2 separate regions of the Pungitius pungitius genome follow, and region 2 is linked to region 1. Evidence: chromatin contacts called from public Hi-C data. All regions are on one chromosome and are shown on one strand. The core of a region is the stretch at or near the end of the contact, and the rest is flanking DNA. Distances in the headings are between cores, read along the strand shown.

Region 1 (5,340 bases), core at 1,860-4,359:
CCTTTTCTCCCCCCGTACCTTTGGCCGGTCCTCCCGCTGCCACTGCACCTCCTTGTCGCCGTGGCAACGCAGCTCGATGGGCGCGTTGAGCGGGACGACGAGGTAGGGGCCGGCGGGGGCGACGGTGGGCTTGGTGTTGCCTGCGAAGTGAGGGAAATCAACTGAATGTGAAACATGACAAAGAGTCAGAGGAGTCGCCCCCTGCTGGTCACTACACAGAAGTAGAGTCATTTCCTCATAGGCGTCTATGGGAGCAGAGGAGTCGCCCCCTGCTGGTCACTACACAGAAGTAGAGTCATTTCCTCATAGACGTCTATGGGAGCAGAGGAGTCGCCCCCTGCTGGTCACTACACAGAAGTAGAGTCATTTCCTCATAGACGTCTATGGGAGCAGAGGAGTCGCCCCCTGCTGGTCACTACACAGAAGTAGAGTCATTTCCTCATAGACGTCTATGGGAGCAGAGGAGTCGCCCCCTGCTGGTCACTACACAGAAGTAGAGTCATTTCCTCATAGACGTCTATGGGAGCAGAGGAGTCGCCCCCTGCTGGTCACTACACAGAAGTAGAGTCATTTCCTCATAGACGTCTATGGGAGCAGAGGAGTCGCCCCCTGCTGGTCAATAGAGAGTATGCAGCTTTAAATCCAATTTACACCACAGAGGAGTTACATAAAGGCAGCTTGGCCTCTGGTAACAATCTGTCAGTCATTGTGTAGCCCCGCCCTAAAAGCATCTCCTGCTTCATGGCCTGTTTGACTCTAAATGGACGATAATTTACTAAATAAACATCATGCTGTATTGAAGAAGACTTGAAACTAGAGACCATCATTTTGCAATGTTTATTGGGAGAAGTAGTCATTATCTCATAAACTTCCATAGGACCCGAGGAGTCACCCCCTGCTGGTCAAGAGAGAGACGGCAGCTTTAACACAGCTTTGACATCACTCATCTCGACAGGAAGTGCTATTAAAGCTGTTGTGGTCATTGAAAATGTCTAGAATTGGACTCTACTGGGATACGGGATCTTCCTTCAAACCCAGAGAGCCAACAAACCGGATTCATTTGGAGGCGTGTTGGGACCCTTTCTTTATACACACCATGGGGTCTCAGCCTCAGTATGGAAAACATTCCACCTGTATCTTCTTGTGAGTCACATTCATTATGGGACAAAATAGGATTTTGATCACCTGAGAAGCACAAACCTCAGCTGGAATTACGACTTTTCTCACTATTGTCCAGGCAACGAGACTCACTGCGAGAGCACGAGTCCTCATCCTACTCCATTTTTATCAAAGCCATCAAAGAGACGAGCGCCGCAGGACAACAGCTTCCTCCGGTGAAACGGAACTACGGAGCCTCAGAGGGGTTGTAGGGGCCACAGAGGGGTTGTAGGGGCCACAGAGGGGTTGCAGGGGCCACGGAGGGGTTGTAGGGTTCCACTGAGGGGTCAGCACGCTTGGCCTGATGATTTCCGATGGAAGCTAAGAGTTGTGGCCCTCGGTGTGCACAGTGAAACTTCCCATTGAGCCCCTGGGGGTTTACAATGAGTATGAGGGCCATTAAACCCTTTAAAGTTAAAAATGCGGGCTCACCCGTTGAGGGCCCCCGGCCCCTTGTGGTTTAAAACATGAGTCCGCTGAACAAGGCGGCCCCTCAGACCCCTTGCTGTTTCGAACAGCCGATCACAAGGGCCCCTCGGGGCCTTTGCTACCCACAGTTTAAGGGTCCCTGGAATTCTCTGAACTTAAAGAACGATCTATGTAAGCCCTTAATGACCCGACAATCAATAATTGTACTATAATCGACCTCTTATGGTGGAAGAGGTTCCAATGAGCCTACACACTTGATGTGTTGTTCAATACAGACACAACTGCGCCCTCCACTCTCAAATAGATGCATGAACACAAAGAGCTGATGATGAGGATGACTGAAGGACAGAATCACAGGACACCAGGCGCTCGGTTCTGAACCGGTGAAAATCTCCCGTTAAGGCATCAACCGGGAGACGAGTCCGATACGCGGGAGCACCCGGTGGATTCGGTCTGAGCGCTGAAAGCTTCACGGCATCACATGACTGGCAAGGCCTCTGCGTGCACGCAAATCCCCCCCCCCCCCCCGGCACCCCCCCCTCCCCTGGATCCTCTGGAGCTGTCGAGTAGAAACAAGCAACGGGGGGGGGGCCCAAAGAAAGGATCCACCTGACGCACGAGGCAGAGGGACAAACACTGACTTTACAAACTAAAAGTTGTTTCCTCTAAATGGAAATCAACAGTTCGATGGAAATGGATCCAACCCTCACGTGCTGATGTGTTTCAAACAAAGCTCGATGTGTGTCTGATTTGCGTTCTTTCTCATCACCTGCAAACTTCCTCGTGATCAGGAGTCGCTGATAACGTTTTATTTCCATAAAGACGGTTTGTGAACCTGCCGCGGTCCCTCGAGCACAGGTGTGTGCCGCGTGTCCTTTCCATCCTCTGCTTATTAACGGTGCCCTGCGCTACGGAGCATTGGACAGATGGTCCGCTCCCCTCGCTGCACCGCCACAAAGAAAAGTGGTGAAAAGCACCGCGGGATGGCGATGGGGTCCTTCGGTAGAGACACACCCGGGTCTGCTCTCAAATACCAATAAAACAGCAACAAGTGGCTCACCTGGATGGAAGGTTATCTGCAGAAACACAGACAGCACGATCCAGTGGTATTCCATAGTCATTATTCCATGGGGCCAGCCGTGAAGGTGAGCCTCTACGCGGGGTTACGGTGCCTCTCCGCGGGGTTACGGTGCCTCTCCGCGGCGTTAAGGTGCCTCTCCGCGGCGTTAAGGTGCCTCTCTGCGGGGTTAAGGTGCCTCTCCGCGGGGATGCGGTGCCTCTCCGCGGGGTTAAGGTGCCTCTCTGCGGGATTTAGGTGCCTCTCCGCGGGGTTGAAGTGCCTCTGCGGGATTTAGGTGCCTCTCTGCGGGGTTGAGGTGCCTCTCTGAAAGGCGCGTCGGAGTTGTGTACAAGTTGGAGCTGTGCGCACTCACAAGCCTTTAAAGGCGCAGATGCTCAGTGGAGCAACGCAGCCGTCTCCAACATCCGCACACATCGCTGTGCTCCTTCTGTGTGCGTGTGTGTGTGTGTGTGGAGGGGGTGGAGGGGGTGTAGCTGTAGCTCTGTGAGGGACTTTGGTGTTTATATGGGGGGGCTATCCACGGGGCGGGGTGGTCTGGGTCAGTCTGGGTTTTTTTTATATGTTATTTAATAAAGTCTCTCCACTCAGCCCGTGTCGACACCACGGAGCATATTTACATTTCTACAGGATTTTCTATTCTTCACAGCACACACACTTGAGACTAGATTGGCAGCAGGACATAATGACCCTTTGTGTTTCCCTCATGAGAACACGCATGACGCTTGTTTTTTCACTCACACACTCGCAGAGTTGGCCTAGTTTTCTATTGGATCAAACTCGACTGGTCTCTGCATAATGTTGACAGGAATTAGTGATTTCCCTTTTATTGAAAACAGGTCTTTATAATCCCAACAAGAGCAAGTTTCGTTATTTCCTTTGATTGTTGCAAACCGAGCTGATGATTTGTGTGAGTGACAGTTTAAGGGAACCCACTGGTTAGTTCTGCATTCAGTGACATGTTTTACGTTTACATCATTCCACTTATCATTTGTTTGCAAGGGCAGAACCATGGTTTAGACATGGGGGGGGGGGGTCCAAATGAGTACCCTTCTCCATCATATTCATATATATCATAATTGCATTGCATACATGATTTTATGAAGCTACCGGTTTTATTTGCTTATATATTTACTGTCGACGCTCGGCTGCTGGTCCAGTTTTCTCCACTTTTTAAACAACCTTAAATCCTCCATTATTCTCCTTTCCAACAAGTTAACGTAACTTTCTTTGCTCTCAACTGACTGACGAGAAGGTGATCGGTAACCATGACAACGCAGAACCACGCGAGATGGTTTTTAACGAAATCACACAAGTGTACAGATAGGAGGGGGGATTCACACTGTTCTTAACACACGGAGATGAATTGAAAATAAACAAGACAATAACAAGAGACCGATCCATGGACAGCGCTCATGGGATCGGTATTTTCTCAATATTGAGGGGGGACACGACCCCCCCAAAGAATGCGTGGTTACACCCATGATTGTTTGTTTGTGGTTTAAAGGCTCCAAAAAAAATGCCTCTACATCAGCAGTAACTTAACTTCCATACATGATCTCCATGTTCTCCATTCTGTGAAAAATGGGTGTAGCGCCAGGTACAATACACGTGTTTAATTTATAATCTAACTGCAAACACTGCTATCTGCCTCTATTTAAACACAATATTGGGATAATTTGCTGTTTCGATTGCTAAGTGGAGAAATCCAATGTGTACACAGCAAAGTCCATCCATCCATCTTCAAACTGCTTATCCTGTACACAGTGTCACACTTCTTGGTATCAGGCTTAACTCCATGTAATGTGTCGCATGGACTGTTGAGGGTGCGCCAGGAACCACAGGGTTGTTGGTTTGAACCCTGGCTTCCCCATGTTCCATGTCAACGTGTCCCTGAGCAATACATCTAACCCTCAATAGTAAAAATGTAAACTCCATGTGTTAAACATGCAACAAAAGTTGCTTGTGATAAAAGCATCAGTTAAATGACGTTGTATTCAACACTGAGCAGATTTACCACGAACCATTCAAACAGACACAATGAGACATTTCTAAGAACCACGTCATCACTTATAACCCATGAAGGCTCCTCTGAGGTTTTCATGTGGCAAACAATGTTCTTGACTCAACCGTTCTTGTAATTCTTGTCTTCTTTTAGCTAAAGTAAATAAGTAAATAAAGTCCATCATGATGAGAAACCAGGGCTTAAAAAAAAAACTAATTAATCGCACACTTTGAAATTCATTATGAATGAATGTTGTTGTTCTAACAATGTTGCTTTAATGAATGTTTGTTTTTCTTGTACGTTCACTACGTTAAAATATTTAGTTGCATTACTTTGCGTCGATTATTGCCTTTATGTTGACAGCGCTATTAGAAACACATGCAACTCTCTGACGTGACGATCTTTCAGCTTTCATCAAACACTCAAGCGTCCGTGTTTGTTTTGGTGATGCGTGGTGGACGCTCTGCTCGTATTGTTTGTGTACACGCTGCTGCATTAATGCATTTATTAATCATCTGGCTGGATTCCCGGAGGACAGTTTGAAACAAACACGTTCCTGTATTCATTAGCTGCTTTTGACCCGTAAACAGCGCATTCGTGAAGAAGAGAAATGTGGGTTGTGAAAATGTCTCAACAGCATTACAGACTTAAACCATAAACTGAAGCCTAA
Region 2 (5,340 bases), core at 1,131-3,630, 170 kb before region 1:
CATCACATGGGGGAAACAAAGAGCCACGATTCTAAATGAACTCATCGCTGCCCTCGGTCGCCATGACAACGGATCCTCTCAGCCTCGACTGAATCATTTATTTTATTATCGCCGTTGTTTAATGATGGAGGGGGGGGCCAGGGGGTGGGAGGGGGGGCATACGTTCTCTACTCCAAACCCGACGACACACAAAAGCTTTTAAAAAGAAAAATGAAAGCAGCGAGAGCAGGATGTCAAACGATAATAATAATAATGATGATAATAAGGTATGGTGATGGGGGAGGATACCCACACCGGGCTGTGCTTGAAGCGCGGGTGGACGCTCCTCCACTGAACCCTCTGAGGCTGACCGTCCAGAAACAGCATCAAACCGCCAGGCTGCGCCTTGGTGGAAGGAACCAAGTGGTTAAACACAGCCGACAGGCAGCGTTACTTCTTTTAAAAGCCCAGAAGAAGAGAAGCGGCTCACGTTGACGGGCCTGGAGAAGGCCACGGTCACGGTCTCCTGCTCCCGGCTCACCAGCACACAGCTGATCGTCTCCTCGCGTTCCGCTGGGACAGAAAGACAGCCATCAGACAAGAGTAAACAACAACAACAACAACCAGACAGGTGGACAGGCGGACTCACCTCTGCCCAGCAGCCAGCGGTAGTAGAACCAGGCGCTCTGGTCGTTCGGGTCGGTGAAGAAAGCGTTCTGCACGAGCTCATATTCTGAAAACAAAATGATTGTGAGTGTAAGGCCCAGCACGTTGCTATGAATTCTGGGTAAACCCCTTGATGTCGTGTCTGCAGAGATGCATGTGAACGGTTGTTCACCGTAGAAACACAATCAGACCACGTGGCCTCGTCACAGCGTCACACTGCCCCCTGCTGCCGGACTGCTGCAGCTCACCTTTCAGGAGCTGATCCTCGCAGACGCGATGGGAGTGGTTCTGCGGGGAAGCCGGCGGTGGGGTGTGGGGGGGCGGTCGGCGCGGCGACGGGAGGGGCTCGGGGGACTCCGGGTGGAGCAGCGGCAGCAGCGTGCTGCGGTAGTGCCAGCTGGAGTAGTTGGAGAAGTTGGAGCCGATGAGGCGATCGGTGAACTCCAGCTCTCGATCCACCGGCACGCCGGACTTCTTCACCACCATCCGGCGGTAATCCCAGCAGTGGACTGGAGGGGGGGGGGGGTACCAATATCTGGTTTCTTTTTACTACGTCTTGTATCTTTTCTCATCTCATCTCTCTGCTGCGTTACTCACAGTTGCGGTCGTCCAGGCTCAGGCAGCGATCGCACAGGCCCAGCTCTCTGGCCCAGTCGGGTCGAGGCAGGCGGGTGGAGACCCAGCCCCGGTGGTGCCAGCTGCCGTAGGACTTGGGATTCACTTTGAGACAAGACTCCAGGAAGTACAGCTCGGCCTCGTAGATCTTCTGCACCTCGTCCTCGTCCCTGGAAACGGAGAGGAGAAGCTCACTCTCCTGTCCTGTCCCTGAGGACTCACAGGTGGAGAGACACAAAGGTGGTGTTCTCACTTAACAGTCTCCAGGTGCATCAGGATCTCTCGTCTGTAGTTCCACAGGGTTCCAAAGTCAGGGTTGGATGACAGGAGCTGCTGGGTGATCTGGAGAGCCGCCTCGTCAAAGACGCCCGCTTTCCTCTGGCCCACCGGATAGAGGAAGACAAGTGGACGGAAAGACAGGCAGACAAATGCAGGGAAAGCTGATGTGAGACATGAGCACAAGAACAAACCTGAAATGCTAATATGGCACCACTTAGTCAGAGAAATGGCTGTGAGGCAGAAGTGTGGAGAAACCTTTGAGAAACAGGCATCTCGTGCAGCCACGTAAATCTTCAGCTTCTTCTCCCTCTCCTTTCTCTTCTCCTCCTCCTGCTGGGCTGTAGACTTCACCTTCACTCGGCCGTGCTGTCGAAGAACACAAAGTAATGATAATCACTCATGTGTAATAATAACACCATGCAATGAATGTGTATCATCATGCCATTTATTTGTGCATTTATTGATAATCTCACCATTCTTTCAGTTTGTGCAGGAAACTTCACCCTCAAACAGTTTCTGTTTAAGAACCAAAAACAGGCGTTATGTTAAGGTCTTTAAAAATGACAGTCAGACCTGTGTCTGCAGCTAGCATGCTAATTAGCCCCACCCGTAAACAACACAACAACCGTCATTCCATTCAACACGTCATGGAATTATAGACGCGCAGTGAACGCGACTCAGTTCAAATCACAAAACACGCACCTGTTGGGTTTTAATCGGCTTCTTGTCTGTTTTTCACGGTGTAGTTTGATTCGTCTTGTCACTATCGGGGTCTCTAACAACTACAATTCCTCACTTCCGGCTCATGAAATCTACGTCACGCAGAGCGTCTGTCGCGGAGGCGATTCGTCGCCATCTAGTGGACAGAAAGGCGAAATGCTGTAAAACACATCCGTTTGTATGTTTGTTACTTTTCAGATTTATGATACAAAATATAAATCAACCAATAATTGATGGTTATTCACATTTGATACACTAATAATACTAATTAAATAAAAGTGAAAGAACTAAAAAACATGAGAATCTAAATATTTATAGTTCAAGTTAATCAGACAATTACAAATGAATACCCGGACTGAAGTAGATGTATATAGATAGTGATAATTATGATGATAACTATTCATAAAGAGTTGTTAAAGTCTTTTCTTAATCCCACTGATTAACTGCAGTGCTCCAATTTTAAAATGCCAAAAAAGGTTTTTATTAAACAGATGCTAAAGAAATGTCCATTTTAATTGTCATGTTAATTCACCTTGAGAAAACATTGAAAATCTGCTGGAAGAAAAAAATCCTTTATTACTGTAACAGAATAAACAGGAAACACATTAACACAATGTATGTAAATGGTTACTTTCCCAGGGGCACAACTGAAATTATTAATTTAGATACCTTTCAATCAAACTCAGTAGTTTAAACGTTGAATTGGTCAAATTAAGAGCTGTTTCATCAAAGGACAAAATATTATTTGATTCATATTTATTTAAATCCCTCAAAAAGAACAAGGGATCTGGTTCTGTTTAACAGGTTCACGGTGAAAGAAAGATAAAGTTCTCACGCGTTGTGACCAACAAACAAAATTAAATGTTCAGAGGTTTCAAAGTATTTATTTACACTCTGCAGTGTTTAAATCCTTGATGCGTCTTATTCGTCCAGGTTTTTGAGGTCAGAGTCCAGCAGCGATCTGTACCCGGAGGTCTGGGAGAAGTTCAGGCTCGTCTGGTTATCCATGTCGCCGCCGACCGGAAGCTTCGCCAGCCACCCGAGGACCTTCTGGAGGGGTCGGAGGGGAGTCGCTGCTTCTGCTCTGGAAACTAACACAAGGCCAGACTCAGGTTACCATGCTGATGATGGGGAGGATAAGCCCCGCCCCTTCAAGAGGAGCATCATGGGACATTGTTTTTAGTAAACGACGCCGAGAGCAACGGATGGATTCAAATTGTCAAATGTTCTCTGGAAGGTTCCTCATTGCGTGAAAGGAAGTGAACTCGTGGACGTAGCGCTATGAGAAGAGCTGTTTTATTCTCTAATGCTAAGGAAAGGAGCCTCAATGCTTCCTTACTTAGCTCCTTTAGTAAAGGAACCACCAGACCTTCTTTTACCAAAGGAAAGGAGATCATTCTGTCCCACAATTCCTTGCGGCTGCAATATTTAAATAGCATCATTGGTCTGTTCACGACAAACAACAATAATGATGTAAAAACGCAGATCATGTGAGTAGCCGTTAAGTCATGTATGTTAATAAATGTCGTCTGCATGACTCACACTGTAACCACACATGAAGGCATCTCAGATGCTTCTTGTAGCCGCTGCAGACTGACGTCACCAACATGCGTCTCCTCCATCACAACTACGCAGCTCAGTGGAAGTGGAGTCCATCTCTAAACACCGCCTTGTCCTATCCTAACTCCTCATCAACTCTCCTAACCACCTTTCCTTAACCCTGTCACCTTTTCCACAAAGGCCAAGGAATTGTGGTTAGGAAACGATTTTATAAGATGGTATTTTTTGACAATTCGAATCCAGTCAACAAGTCGTCTTTGAACTTCTCTACTGTCGACTGTTGTCGATTGTTGTGTCCTGCACCATTATATGCTTCGAAAAGTTACTCCTTGTGCCCTTTCTACAAAAGGTTTTTACACGATTATTTATTTTGAGTTTTTTCCTAAAAAACGTCTCTTTTCACAGGAAACAACTTTTTGTAGAAGACTCGAAAAAGAGTCGCTGGGTAAAAACATATCAGAGCTAAGCTAGGCTAAGCTAGCTAGCTAGCAGCTTAGCAGAATATGTTTACAAATTAGGTTGAAAGAGGTTGGTGAAGCCAGAAGGGGCGGGGCTTAGCCTCATTACTTACATTCGGGGAAGAGGATGTCCATGCTGCTCTGCATGTCAACTGAGGATTTCCTCATTTTCATTTCCATATCCAGCTTTTCAATTTCCAGACAGAGTGTCCTTTTGATTCTTTCCTCCTCCTTTCCGACTTTCTTCTTCTCCATGGCTTCGAAAACAAGAAGAAAACAAAAGATCAGAAGCGCAGGATATCGACGGGGGAAAACTCGAATGAAGCTTGAGGGACTCATGAAGCTCGAGGGACACATGAACTTGAGGGACTCACTCAGCGACTTTGATCTGCTCCTCGCGCTTCCCTGCAGGCGGAGCAGCGTCTCCTTGAAGCCCTCCATCAGCTCCAGCTCCCTCCGCCTGAACTCCGCCTCCAGCCGCTGCTTGAGCACCTCCGTCAGCCGCGTGCTTGCAAACTTCTCCTGCATCCTCAGGTGGACTTCGCCCGCCTCGGGGTGGAAGAGCTGCCCGCCGTTGCCCACCGCCATTTCCTCGATCTTCTGGAAGAGCTCTGCGGCCTGAGGCGACTCCGCCCTATTGGCGTTGTTAACCACGTGGTAGCGGTTCTCGCACCTGTCGACCAGCCAGCGCAGGGCCCCGTTCTCCAGCGCGATGTGCTCCTCCACGGGTCGGCCCTCCAGGCTGTCCCCGTGGGTGAAGAGGACCACGGCGTGCCGCCAGACGCCGGCGCCCAGGAGGCCCACGTGGTCCTCCAGGGCGGCCCTCTGGTCGTCTCCGAAGCCCTGGTCCAAGGCGACCACCAGCAGGACGGCGTGGACCCCCTGGGGGCTTAGCGAGAGGCCTCGGACTATTTCTTTGTCCCGCGTTTCGGTGCAGGCGGAGGGATCGCTCGGCCAGCCCGGGGTGTCGATGACGGTGAGAGACCTGCCGGCGACCCCCCCCCACTCCAGCTGACAGGTCCCGGTCTCGCAGGTGGGGAACACCTCTTTGCTCAGGAGGTGG

The links. Hi-C and Micro-C count contacts between places; a contact is called where the count stands out from the background.
Region 2: a contact with region 1 is called in a Hi-C map of muscle, with 9 times the contacts expected there. The contact joins the promoter of rabggta here to the promoter of kita in region 1. A contact is called at or near these places in 2 of 2 Hi-C or Micro-C datasets (both in muscle).

Annotation. Positions count from the first base shown.
Region 1 is chr7:21,039,311-21,044,650 of fPunPun2.1, reverse strand. It overlaps kita (KIT proto-oncogene, receptor tyrosine kinase a), which reads right to left and starts at 3,109. Exons shown (of 21, transcript XM_037470413.2): 1 at 2,648-3,109; 2 at 1-140. The coding sequence starts at 2,708.
Region 2 is chr7:21,209,233-21,214,572 of fPunPun2.1, reverse strand. It overlaps rabggta (Rab geranylgeranyltransferase subunit alpha), which reads right to left and starts at 2,380. Exons shown (of 17, transcript XM_037470137.2): 1 at 2,242-2,380; 2 at 2,013-2,055; 3 at 1,795-1,905; 4 at 1,514-1,638; 5 at 1,243-1,430; 6 at 894-1,154; 7 at 629-712; 8 at 470-552; 9 at 289-384. The coding sequence starts at 2,015. LOC119216784 (GTPase IMAP family member 8-like) reads right to left here. Exons shown (of 6, transcript XM_037469919.2): 4 at 4,652-5,340; 5 at 4,391-4,534; 6 at 2,816-3,350. The coding sequence ends at 3,181.